2 separate regions of the Rattus norvegicus genome follow, and region 1 is linked to region 2. Evidence: chromatin contacts called from public Hi-C data. All regions are on one chromosome and are shown on one strand. The core of a region is the stretch at or near the end of the contact, and the rest is flanking DNA. Distances in the headings are between cores, read along the strand shown.

Region 1 (3,780 bases), core at 562-3,061, 260 kb before region 2:
TCTGCAGATTAGAGCCGGCAGTATAGATCGGCCGGTTTTATCTGCAGCCTGGAAAACCGCACAGAAAAGGGCCGAGCATGGTAGTTGCGGTACGGGCTGGGCCCTGTCTACCCGCGGAGAGTGTGGGTCAGTGCTCCCGATCATCTCCGGTCTCCGAGCCACAGGTGCCCTGCTCGGGAATCAGCTGGGTCGTGCGTACCGGCCTGGAGTAGCCTGCAGCAGGGGCGCGGGGGCTACAAGTGGGACCCAAGCAGCAGGAGCAGCAGAAAACAGGCAAACGGGGTCCAGGAGCTTCGGGTCGCCCAGTGGCCTCCACTGCCGCTGCTGCTGCTCCTGCGCCCCGGCCCGTGGGGCAAGTCCCCGCGTCCGCCTGCCCCAGCAGCGCCGCCGCCCGGGCGCGCAAGGCCGTCGTCGTCGTCCAGGGGCTGCTCGCCGCCCGCGGCCCCAGCGCGCTGCTCGTCATCATATTCTTCGTCGTAGTAGTCGTCTAGGCCCCCGTCCGAGCCGCTGCTGCCCGGACCGTTGCTCGCATCTGGGCCGAAGCACAGGCGGGCCATGTTCTCCTTGACCGACTCGCAGATGGGCCTCTCCAGCCCATCGCACACACAGTCGTTGAGCAGCGCCGCCTTGGGCACCGCCAGCATGTCCTCGATGACCGCGCGGCACTCGTCGGTGCAGCGGAGACCGTTGAAAAGCTTGCCGCAGTAGGCTAGATAGCGGCCGAGTGCCAGGTTGCAGCGGCTGTCCCGGTCGCAGCGCCGCCGGGCCTCAGTGCAGCCCATGACCGAGCCCGCTCCCGCGCCCGGGCCCACGCTGCTGGTGCGCGGCAGACAGGGCTCGATGGCGCGCTTGGTGGACCTGCAGTGTTCGTCCTGCGCGCAGTCGCAGTCCTCCAGCGCGGGCCCGCGGCGCGTGTGGTTGAGCTGGATGAGCGCCGAGATGCAGTGGCTCGGGCAGCGCCAGCGCGGCGAGAAGGACGCGGCCGAGGAGGGGAAGGCGCCGGCGGGCCCAGGAGCATCAGCTCCGCCGCGCTGTGCGAGCACCGGCGCACACGCCTCGGCGTACTGGCTGTAGGCGTAGCTGCAGTCCGGCTCTCCCTGACACTGCAGCAGCGCCTGCCAGCAGATGAGGCGGCGGCCGTGCGCCAGCCCCGAGCCCCGCGGCGCCGAGCCCAGCAACTGCAGCAGCGCCATCAGGCACAGCAAGGCGCCCGGCAAGCTCCCCGAGCGGGCTCCGCCGCCGCCCAGCAGTGCGGCTAGCATCGCGGGCAGCAGCGGCCGCCGGACGCGGTGCGGAGCGGAAACGAGGCTCGGGTGGCGGCCGCGGGGCCGCTGGAAAAGTTTGTCCGAGTTCCGCGCACTTCTGGCATGGGCGTCCTCATCCATCCATGCCGGCGGCCCCGCGGCTGGTAGAGGCGGGTGTTTGCTCCAGCACCGCGGCCGGGGCTCCCTGAGAGGCGCGGCGACGCAGGTCCGGCTCCGATCGGCGGCTGGAAGCGTTCAGTGCCGTCCCTGGGGGACGCGGCGAGGCTGCAGGAGCGCGCGGCGCCGGGGGTGCATGGTGCAAGGCGCCTGCAGAAGGTCGTGTGGCCGGTGGCTCCTCCGTTCCCGGCTCAGTAGCGCGTAGCAGTTCGCAGCTCTGGCATCCCGCCTTCCCGCGACCAGGACGCTTGGTCCCCTCCCCCTCTACCCGGGCCTGGGCCGCACTCCGGGAAGTTCTGGGAGCCAGGCGCAGGGAGGACCCCGAAACTCGGAGCGTGCGGCTCTGCTCGGAGACCCGGAGCCTGGGGAGCGGATCCGCGGAGCCCGGCTGCCGACTCGCTCGCGGCGGGGCTTTAAATACAAAAGTGGGCCGGGAGCCCCCGTGTGGTGCCGCGGCGCCCCCTCATTATGCATGCATAGAAAAGCAAACAAACAAAAACATTAGCAACGCTCCTCCAGCTTGCCGAGCCCCAGCCCCGCGCGCTCCGGGCTTGCCCGCTTTCTCCTTTCTCCACTCTCGGGCGCCCTTTGCTCGGCCCCTTTCCCCGGCTTTGCGCGCCGCTATTGGTCCAGCCTGTTGTTGTTGAAACTTTTTTTTTTTTTTTTTTTTTTTTTTTTTTTTTTTTACGAGCCGCTGGAGTGGGGTTGCAGAGTGGGGGAGGGCGGTGGGCAGCTCACATTCAGGCATTCAGGGCTTGAAAGGAACGGCTTAGGGAGCCTGACACAGGCCCAGCTCCTCCCACTCTTCAGGAGGCTGGGATACCGAACCCCAGCTCGCGCACAGAGCCAGCGGGCAGGGCTTAGGGCCAGCTGCCTGCATCCGGCTCAGCCACCGGCCTTTTTGTTCGCTTCCCCCGCCCCCTTTTTGTTTGGGTGGGGAGGGGGACACTTTTATTAATTCTTACTGATCCCCCATCTTTGCATCCGAGAGAATCCGAAAGTCACTTTAATTTTCAGGCTCCTCATCTCTGAGTTCTGATCACCTCGGGGGGTATAGCGAAGGCAGGGAGTCTTGAGAATTCAATGTGAGACTTTAGAAACTTAGATACCAATTGCGCGCGCGGGCACACGCGGGCATTCTCTCTCTCTCTCTCTCTCTCTCTCTCTCTCTCACACACACACACACACACACACACACACACAGCCACCACCACAAGAAGGACACTTTCGGTCCCCCTTTCCAGCAGGTAAGGACCTGACACTGGGCATCGTTTTCAAACTAAGAAATCCAAAGAACTGAAACCATTTCTTAACTCACGATTTATTGTAATACGAACGGCAATGACAAATCATGGCATTAAAAACTCTGGGAATGTTGAGCGCTACCACCTGGCTGCAGTCACAGCACAGAGGACGGGGATAAACTGACCCGCTACATGCTGTAAACTGCACGTCTCAGTTCCTCACTGTGTTTAAAGCAAAAGCCACCGGTGGAGCAGGCTTTGCAGCCTGAGCAGGACTCTCAAAAGATACCTTAACTGTGGCTCAATGCAGCTTTTGGCCACTAGAGGCACCGCGAGTCTGTGGCCTGTCAAAAACTGGCGCTTTTCCCTCCCCTTTCCGTGGTGAGACTATCAACTCGGTCTGTCACAGATTTTAAGGCCAAATCGCTGCTGAAGCAAAGGGAGCCCCAGTTGCAGTGAGTTCAGAAAGTGGACTGTCCACCTCTCCAAAGAGTTAAGAGAGTTTGTAAGGGCGAAAGTGAGGGCCAGACGGATTAACCTGGCTCTTGGAAAAGCTGGCCGCCCAGGCTGAGGAAACGGTGCCTCTGCAGCCCCCTCAAACCATGAGAGAGACAGACTGAGCAGTGAGGAGCCACTTTGTTCCTACCCTAACCCTAATCCCAAGTTTAGTCTTAGAAAACAAACGCAAATGTATCCTTAAGAACTAGCCAGACGTGGGGCAGCAAGCCTGTTTATCCCAGGCAGAAGCGAGAGGCTCACTGCAAGTTCAAGGCCAGCTAGTTCCATCTAGCGAGAGTTTCGGGGCTCTTGCTTTAAGGTCAGATTGCACATTTGCTAAGGTCCGTTTTATCAGTAACAATCCGTGATTCCCAAGCTCCTAAGAGGGCCAGCCCTGGGATGTGTTTTCAAGTTTGTGTATGTTCTGGCGTCCTTAGATCATCTCAAAACACCCTGCTGGAGAATCATCTGGAGACCTTGTGTGCATATTGGGATTCCTAGCTCCGGGGGAGGGGGCGTGGCAGTGGTGGTTACTGATGCTGCGTAGCTGCTTACTGGGGACAATGTTCTGACTGTCACATGATTCCATCTTAGCCTAGGTACAGGTCTCAGTGGGA
Region 2 (3,768 bases), core at 1,133-3,632:
AATAATAACAACAACGATAATTGGTGTTGGATACTAGGCAGCAGCTTAAGAGCCACTGGGCCAAGATCTTAAAAAGACAAGTTACCTAACTCAAGTATAACAGTCTTCCCACAATGTATCCATTGCTACTTCAAAATTATCACAGCAGCTGCTGGGGAGGAGACTCCTCACACCATACCCCACAGTTTATGCTTCCTAACCCATGATACTCGTTCCACAATCAGTCTTTTATTTTTAAGATTATTTTGTTTGATGTTGTTTTTATTTTATGTATATGAGTGTTTGTCCACACATATGTAGGTGCACTGTGTGTGTGTGTGTGTGTGTGTGTGTGTGTGTGTGTGTGTGTGCCTGGTACCCATGAGGTCCGGAAGAGGACATCAGATCATCTAAACCTAGAGTTTCAGAGATTACGAGTCACCACGTGGGTGCTAGAAACCAAACCTGGTCCTCTGCCCAAGCAGCAAGGGCTTTAGACTCCTGGACCATCGCCCTATGGTATCATTTTATTAACTAGGATCGTAGAAGTGGGGTTTGAACCGTGAGTCTTTTGTTATTGGCATTCTTTTAAAACAGATTGTTCTTTATTACCAAAATTTCAGCTTTCTTATTTGAAGAAATTGGCAACATGTTCCCCAAATGCATACAAATGTAACAGATTCAGAATAATTAAAACAGTTACAAAGGATCAGGATCATGAACCAGAGTTTTAAATGTCAAAACTTTCTATTCTACTACAGTAATCAAGACTGGGCGGTTACGAGCACTGACTGTTCTCACAGAGGACTAGGACTTTATTCTGTGCACACACACGGCAGCGCAAAACCATCTGTAACTCTAGTTCCAGGGGATCTGACGCCCTCTTCTGGCCTCTGCAGATACTGCACCCACATGGTGTGTAAACCTACATGCAGATAATCTCCCACACATACAATTCAAATGAATAAATCTTTTTTAAATAAAAGACTGGGGGCAGTGACATGAGCATAAATACACTGGCAGGTGGAATGGACCCAGAGTCTGTGCATAAACAAAGTGCAGAAAAGCAGTCTCCTGGCAGAGAACAGGGGGGACCACACGTTCATACATTCGATTGATAATTAGTTTAGATAGTCTTGCTGTGTGGCTTTTGTAGGCTTGGGACTCACTATGAAGACCAGGATGGCCTTGAACTTAGAGAGATCCACTTGCCTCTGCCTCCTGACTGCTGGGATTATAGCCAAGTGCAGCCATACCTGATGAGCCAGCTTTAAAACGAGTAAAGGAGTCGAATGAAAATTTCTCTGAAGAAGACCTGTAGGTGGCCTGTGAGCCCATAAAAATATGCTCAACACAGCCAGGCTCAGAGAGACGCAAACCAAACCACAGAGGCACCACCTCGATCTCACTCAAGAGCAGAAAGTAAGAAAGATGAGGGTCTGTGAGAGTGGCCAGAAATTAGACTCCTCATTCGTGATCTTCGGGGACTTTAACATTCAAGCAACGATTTTGGGAAACAATCAATCAGGCGATTCAAAATCATCATGGGACCAAGGCAATGCCACTCCCCGGGTGTGTGTAAAACACGTGTTCATAGAAGCACTCGTACAAATCCCCGGATATCCAGCAACTAACAACTGTGCAAGTGGACTGTACCGTACGGTTGAGAGTGACTCAGCAAACGGAATAAAAGGCTGATTCATGCAGCAGAGGTCTATACACAAATGGCCATACATTATATATAAGTTTATAAGAACCAGCCGTGGGAAAAGATTAGCAGTTGACAGGGGCTGAAAAAAAGATGGTCTTAAAGGGTTTCTTTTAAGGCAATGAAATATTCAGAAGTGGGCGAGGCAGTGATGGCCGCCCAACCTTGTGAGCAGATCACAGAAACCGAGCTGTCCACCAGTGCTACGGTGTGAGATCGGTCTCCACGGAAATGCTGCTTTACCAGATCCCATTCTCCAGTTGGATTTCATGAAACGGCATTTCTCCTGCTTTTCTGACCTTCCCCATCTACCCCAGGCAGTGAACCTGGAAGCCGAACAAGTTATTAACTTTACAGAGCTGAAGTAATCTGCCTTGCCAAGGGCGGAAGGAAATGCAGCTAAGCCCCGGGTAGAACATATCATGATTTAAAGCTAGAAAAGGGCATGTAAACCAGGCCAGTCGTAATGAAAGACCCCAGCTTCTCATGGAGGTGTTTTCAGAGCAGATGTGTCCCCCGAGTGAGGAACATAGACCTGTTTTTAACGCAGAGAGTTTAATCATGTTGAGCAGTGCCAGGTCCCCGTTCTCTTGTCTTCTTAGTTTGCTATGGCCTCCCCCTCCGGATACCCGTCTGAATCAGCTAGGAGCTAGGGTTGTGTAAGTGCTAGACGAGTTGGTGGGAGCAGCTGAAAATGTTGGAACCCTTCCTGGTGCAGACAAAGGCTGCCAGCCCAGCAGCTCCATAGGCCTCTGGACTGCAGAGGAGAACCTGGGCCTGCTTAACTCCTGGATCCCTCGGTTACCAGCTGTCCTCCTTCTGTTCCCCAACTGAGGACAGCACCCCAGTCTAGTGGTCTGGGAACCGAACTGTCCCTGACACGTTGCTGTGGTCAGAAATATAGACTAAGCAAGGTAACTTAAGCAAGAGAGACAAGAAGAAGTAAGGAAATACAGGAGACCACTGCCCAGCACTTCAAGGATTTCTCGAAGTTGAAGGCTTGCAAACACTCCCCTGCCTTCCCGTAACATTCTTGGCTCAGGAAGCATATTTCAGATTCCTCCAACAGGTTGCCCTGGAACCGCTTCCTCCCTTAAAGGAGCCATTCTCAGGAGCAGCCATGAGGCAGCTGCAAAGGCACATGAGCCAGTGAGACTGGGGACTTCTCTTTTGTTCTTGTTCTCGAGTTGCCACGCGTTCGTTCACCCTATTAGCCTCAAGAATTACCAACCAAAGTGATTGGAGAAATAAAAGAGGCTGTGAGGGTCCCAAGCCCCAGCTCAGCTCCCACATGGCCCCAGCGTCAGTTCCTCTGGGGGAACACATCTCAGCCTACAGAGGAATCTTGATAGCCTGACAAATTCTGAGCCTTTCAGAAGGCAAACGTTTTATTGTCCACAGAAAGGCCATTCAGTAAACTAAAGCCAGAGAGAGAAGAGAGGAAAAAGCATGAGGCTTAGCGAAAATTGTAGAGATGAAGAAAAAACAATATTCCTCCCAAAGCTACTTTGCTGGGTTATATGCAGATAATCAGAAACACATTTCCGCAGGATCAGCCACCCTTGAACTGCACTTAGATTCCTAAGTTAATCGAATGATGTTCAGCAAAAGTTAAACTGAAAACAGCAAACATGTCTGGGGTCCTTCCAGACCTCAAAACGGCTTTTTAAAAAATGCCTAAGATTTCATTCTTCCAAAAATATCTAGATGCCTGTAGGATAATTTCCCCTGCCAATGGTGACTAAACGAGGAGGTATCGGGAGCCCTCCCCATATTTCAATCTGGATTTGGTTACTGGGAGACTTCCCACCAGCCATATTTAAGGCAGGGCATTTGCCTTCCAGTTCAATGGATCTCTCTTTTTAAAAAGGAGTGTTCTGTGAAGTGGTACTAAATATAAGTCCATTCAAAAGGTTGATAAGTGTCTATTCCGGGGAAGAGAAGAGAAAATGACGTTGGAATTAAAAAAAAACAAACAAGCAAACAAACAAAAACCTTCTGTCAGTACTGGACTCACCCATAGTCCTTGTGAATCCCTCTGGACGCCACCCTGGACTCGCATCCCACCAGTCAGCCACTGA

Evidence for each region. A called contact is a pair of places that touch in the nucleus more often than the background predicts.
Region 1: a contact with region 2 is called in a Hi-C map of psoas muscle, with 2.5 times the contacts expected there. The contact joins the promoter of Gas1 here to the enhancer-like site in region 2. A contact is called at or near these places in 3 of 12 Hi-C or Micro-C datasets (hepatocytes, liver and psoas muscle) and 1 of 1 datasets of contacts at active chromatin or transcription factors (oligodendrocytes).

Annotation. Positions count from the first base shown.
Region 1 is chr17:4,485,747-4,489,526 of GRCr8, reverse strand. It overlaps Gas1 (growth arrest-specific 1), which reads right to left and starts at 1,811. Exons shown (of 1, transcript NM_001400814.1): 1 at 1-1,811. The coding sequence starts at 1,385. The coding sequence ends at 234.
Region 2 is chr17:4,228,310-4,232,077 of GRCr8, reverse strand. It overlaps LOC100912124 (a long non-coding RNA gene), which reads right to left. Exons shown (of 10, transcript XR_001841748.3): 9 at 3,705-3,768. Among named protein-coding and RNA genes, the nearest start is that of Dapk1, 130 kb to the right of the region's middle. Within about 2 kb of position 2,382, at least 20 of the 93 cell types and tissues checked have an H3K27ac peak or open chromatin away from gene starts, as enhancers often do.